Regions from separate parts of the Sus scrofa genome. Here region 1 is linked to region 2. A link is a contact called in public Hi-C data. All regions are on one chromosome and are shown on one strand. The core of a region is the stretch at or near the end of the contact, and the rest is flanking DNA. Distances in the headings are between cores, read along the strand shown.

Region 1 (2,823 bases), core at 95-2,594, 170 kb after region 2:
AGCTGGCTTCTTTGAATACTTAACAAGCTGATCCTACAATTCATTTAGAAATGCAAGTGATCCAGAATAGGCAAAACAATCTTGACAAAGAACAAAGTTGGAGCACCTAGACTTCTTGATTTCAAAACTTAATAAAAAGCAACAGTAATCAAGACAGTATGGTGCTGTCTTAAACTAGACATAAACATCGATGGAATAGAATTGGGAGTCCAGAAATAAACCCCTACATCTATGGTCAACTGATTTTTGGCAAGACCATCCAATGAGGAAAGAATAATTTTTGAAAAAAAAATGGCACTGGGGTAGCTGAATAGCTACATGCAAAAGAATGAAGGTGGACCCTTACCTTACTCTCAGAAGTAAACATAGAATGAATCTTTGTTGACCTCGAACTAGGTAATGCCACCAAAGAAAAAACAGACAAGTTGGATTTTATCAAAATCAAAAACTTGTATATGCCAAATAACACAATCAAAAAAGTTAAAAAAACTCCAGAGATTTGGAGAAGATATTTGCAAAACATATATCTGATAAGGGACTTTTCTATTATAAAATTCATATTCTACATGAAGAATTCTTAAAATGCAATAATAGAAAGAAAAATAAACTCATTTTAAAAATGGGCGAGGAGTTCCCGTCATGGCGCAGTGGTTAACGAATCTGACTAGGAACCATGAGGTTGCGGGTTGGGTCCCTGCCCTTGCTCAGTGGGTTAACGATCCGGCGTTGCCGTGAGCTGTGGTGTAGGTTGCAGACGCAGCTCCGATCTGGCGTTGCTGTGGCTCTGGCGTAGGCCAGTGGCTACAGCTCCGATTCGACCCCAGCCTGGGAACCTCCATATGCCGCGGGAGCGGCCCAAAGAAATAGCAAAAAGACAAAAAAAAAAAAAAAAAAAAAAAAAAAAAATGGGCGAAGTATCTGAATTGACATTTCTCCAAAGAAGATGTGTGCAAATGGCTACATGAACAGATGCTCAACCTCATTAGTTATCAGGGAAATACAAATCAAAACCACAATGAGATAACACTTTACACCCACTTGGATATCTGTAATCAAATATTATTTCTGGAAAAAGCAAATGCTTGTGAAGATGTGGAGCAATTGGAACCTTCCTGCTGGTAAGAATGTCAAATGGTGCAACTGCTTTGGAATAAACAGTTTGGCACTTCCTCAAGCAATTGCGATATGATCCAGAAATTCCATTTCTAGGCATTTATCCAAGAGAAATGAAAACATATGTCCACATAAAAACTTGTACGTGAATGTTCATAGCAACATTATTCATAACAGCCCAAAATAGAAACAAGTCCAGTGTCCATCAACTGATGAGTGGATAAATCAAATGTAGTCTGTTAGTACAATGGATTATTATTTGGCCATAAATAGGAATGAAGTCCTGTCACACACTGCAGCATGGATGAGCCTTGAAAATATGATGCGAAGTGATAGAAGCCAGCCAGACATATTTTATGACTCCATTTACATGCAATGTCTGGAACAGGCAAATCTATAGAGACTGAAAGTAGATTAGTGATTGTCTAGGGCTAAGCGAGGGGCGTGGAAGGAAATAGTGTGACAACTAATGGTACAAAGTTACTTTTTAGGGTCATGAAGATGTTCTCAAAATGACTGTAGCAGTGGTTGCACATCTCTGAATATACAAAAAACATTGAATGGTACACTTATTTAAGTAGGTGAAGTGTATGGTATGTGAATTATAGCTACCGATAAAAAAAGAAAGAAAGAAGAAACCCAGAACATTTAGATGAGCGAGCTGACGATCTTTATTAAAAGGCCGTTCTGGTCCTCCTGATTCACTTGGCAGAATTAATATGGTTTTTAATGAACCAAATGGCCACTTGGCCCCTTGTGGGGCAAATGCATTCTAACGAGTAGAGTCGAGGTGTGTAGAAATGTGTCAAAACAATTTTTTTTTTTTTTTTTTTTTGGATAACTAGAGTTTGAAAAATCTGCTTCCTTCTCTCAGGGGAAGGAAAACTTTGTCAGGTTTTGTGGCTCAGCTGTTCGAGGGCATATGATGATCAGCCCTCTCCATGGGAAAGCTCCAGAGCTGCTGGCTTTGGACCACAGTGGAAAGGGGAGAGGTTGAAAGCTGCTGGCAGAAAACGGATCTCACCCGAAGGGCCTCCCAAGAGGGTTTTGTATTTGGCACCAGCTTACCTGGCTTTGCCTCTCTGAATGGAAACTAACTACCACAACTTAATACCAAGGTCTTCCTTTGAGGCTTATTTTGATAACTGAAAAAGTTAATGAGATCCTGTTAGTCTCCTGTGAAATGGCCTCTGCAAGAGTCTCCCCCACTTCTTCGGCAATAGTTTGTTTAAAGCTTTGGCGGGTTCACCCTGAGTCTCTCAGAGCCACTGAAAAACAGAAGGAAACACTCCAATTTTTGTGCATTTCATCATTTCAAGTTATTTTTTGCCCTCTGTGGCTTCATCGCCCGGATGCAAAAAATTCTTTCAGGTTTTTTAAGCCCTAAAAGATGAAATATGAATTTGTTTGATTTTCGAATGCCTTTCATCACACAGCTTGGCATTGGATGGGATGTGTTATTGCAGCCAGAGCTTTGCAGAAACCTGAAATGAGAAGTGGTCTTGTTTTCTCTGTTGAATGAACCTTTTTATTACCTTTCCTTCAGGGCTCCCAAGACGTGAGTCCCAAAGATTGTGGTTCTCGTATTTCTCTTCTACTGCATGGTGCTTCCTGGTGTTGACAGAGTTGAAGAAAGTGCTATTGTGATTGAATGGGGACTATTTACCCTGGTGGGAGTTCCAGGCGAGCTTGATTTTTTTTTTTTTTTTT
Region 2 (2,848 bases), core at 49-2,548:
CCTATCAGATCTGAGCCACATCTGTGACCCACACAGCAGCTTGTGGCAATGCTGGATCCTTAACTCACTGAGCAAGGCCAGGGATTAAACCCGCATCCTCATTGATACTAGTTGGATTTGTTACCTCTGAGCCACAACGGGAACTCCAAACTTTCCTTTTCTATCACCTACTTGTGCCTTGCTGATTTGCAGAATACAGTGATTTGTATTTTTGTCTAATCTCCACTTTCAGACTCTAAACTCATTGTGGACAGAGACTGGGTTTACACCTTCCAAGTCTCCACAGCATGTGGCATCTTGCTTGCTCATAAAAGACACTTAAATTGAGCTTATTGAGTGAATGTCTTAAGGTTCAGAATCAAACTATGATAGGACATACCAGGGAAAATTATTAATAAAATAGGTCTTAATTGCTGGAAATATTTTACCAATGTTTGCTGACTGTTTTAAGGGTTGCGGGAGCCCCACGAATTCCACTCCTCCCCCGTCTTTGTAAACACACTTTTCAATTCCTCCAGGTTACCCTAAGCGCCTTCTATACAGCAATTCTGACGGGCCACGAGTCTGTGCTCTGGATTTCCCCAAAAAGTAGAGCGCTTTGCTGTTCTTTCTACCTATGCCCTCGCGCCCTCTGCTGGAAATGCCTAGAAGTGATTCTCAAAACTGCTGGAACTGGCACTTTCTCCCGGATTTGCTGGGAAAGATGATCTTTCCCCCCCTTAATTTTGGGGAAAGATGAATAGTTTCACTTCTTTATTTTTCCTCATCTCTTTCCTCAGCCAGTACTGAACTCCTTCCTGGAGGCGAGCACTTCCGTTCGTGGAGTGGTCCTGAGTTTCCTCCAGCTGTTCTGTCCTTTTGCAGAGCCCAGCTCAGGGTTCCCATGGAGCGGAGCTCTCTGACCCGACTCGGGGTGAAATGACACCGGGCAGACCATCCCGCTCTTCGGAAGGGCACCTGGGAACTCTGAATTCACTGAACCCAAATCAATGTAGTGCATTCTAATCCACTTAAGAAGGCATTGCGTTTTCTAGCAGCCCCCAGGAAGGGGAACGTGTGGTGGGACAGAAGAAACGCGGTGGAGAAAAACGCAGGTTAGCCAACCACCAAGCTGTGCTAACATGTGCGAGGTGGGGTGTCAGACCTGCTTCTTAGCCACTGCATTGGCTGTGAGTGGAACTTGAGACCCTCTTTCGAACTGTTGAAAATACAAAGATCAAGTCTGCAAATGTTAAGGGTTTACTGTCACTGTATCTAAAAATAAACTGATGGAGTTCCCATAGTGGCGCGGAACCGAATCCGACTAGGAACCATAAGGTTTCGGGTTCCATTTCTGGCCTCGCTCAGTGGGTTAAGGATCCGGCGTTGCCGTGAGCTGTGGTGTAGGTCGCAGATGCGGCTCCGATAGGGTGTTGCTGTGGCTGTGGTGTAGGCTGGTGGCTACAGCTCCGATTGGACCCCTAGCCTGGGATCCTCCATATGCCTGTGGGTACGGCCCTAAAAAGGACAAAAAGACAAAAACAAACAAACAAACTGACAACTGAGGACAAGTAAAACCATTCCCTGGGCTGAAACCAAAGATAAATTTCTACTGTCTTGTAGACGACATCGTATTATGCCATGAACAACATCCTCAGCAACATTCTTGCAATAAATGTGAGTGCCCTATAGATATATCTATTAAGATTCCTTCACTATAGGCTGAGGGCTCACTACCAAAGCACAATTCATTAGAGGTAATTTGAGGATGGGTTAGGACAGTGTTTGGTATATAGGAAGAGTTGGGTCCAAAATACACACCAGGACGAAGAACATTCTGGCAAACTGGCAAGTCACTGGCATTTGCCTGAGTACATTTTCTTCCACAGAACACTTTCCAAGTTGGTTGTGGATACTATTTTCAGCTGTGGATTATCCTCTGTCGGAGCTGTTAAATGATCATGATTATTTCCTAATACTCAGCAAAAATCCCACCGCACCAAAGTTAAGGAACACAGACCCTTCCTGCCCTTGGGCAGAATGTTAGATTATTTAAAGTGAGATTTAGAAGGTGAAGAGAAGAACCCATGATCTGCAACACAGTGCAGAAGACCCGTTAGTCACTGCTTTAACAACTCCCAGCTATTGCATGACATCTCTTCTCTGTCAGTTTTCATCATTTGTGCTATTATATATTATATGACGGTGAGCAAAACACAGGGAAGGTCAAATTGATTTAGTCCAGACAAGGTCATTTGTCCAGGCTCATCTTTTCAAAAATTATCAGTGGCCAAGAGTTTTCTTATGGAATAGTAGGTGAAGAATCTGGCATTGTCAGGTTACTGCTGTGGTGTGTTTGATCCCTGGTCTGGTCTTTCTGTATGTGGCCAACAAATAAACAAACAAAAAAGAGTGATAGTTCTTTCCTCTTTATTATTATTATTTTTGGCTTTTTTTTTTTTTTTTAAGGCTGCACCTGCAGCATATGGAGATTCCCAGGCTAGGGGTCCAATTGGAGAGATAGCTGCCAGCCTACGCCACAGCCACAGCAACACCACATCCGAGCCGTGTCTGTGACCTACTCCACAGCTCATGACAATTCTGGATCCTTAACCCACTGAGCAAGGCCAGGGATCCAACCTGCAACCTCATGGTTCCTAGTCAGATTTGATTCCGCTGCACACAATGGGAACTTCTCTTTCCTCTTTAAAAGTGGTAAAAAAAAAAAAAAAAAAAAAAAGGTGACCAGGAGTTCCCATTGTGGTGCTTTGGAAATGAATCTGACTAGTATTCATGGGGATGCGGGTTTGATCCCTGATCTTTCAGTGAGTCAGGGATCCGATGTTGCCATGCCCTGCGGTGTAGGTTG

What was found. A called contact is a pair of places that touch in the nucleus more often than the background predicts.
Region 1: a Hi-C map of skeletal muscle shows a contact between it and region 2, with 4 times the contacts expected there. A contact is called at or near these places in 3 of 47 Hi-C or Micro-C datasets (heart right ventricle, psoas muscle and skeletal muscle).

The regions. Positions count from the first base shown.
Region 1 is chr4:65,542,702-65,545,524 of Sscrofa11.1, forward strand. The region is part of intron 5 of SLCO5A1 (solute carrier organic anion transporter family member 5A1); the gene reads left to right. Among named protein-coding and RNA genes, the nearest start is that of SLCO5A1, 100 kb to the left of the region's middle.
Region 2 is chr4:65,377,278-65,380,125 of Sscrofa11.1, forward strand. No RefSeq gene overlaps it. Among named protein-coding and RNA genes, the nearest start is that of SLCO5A1, 61 kb to the right of the region's middle.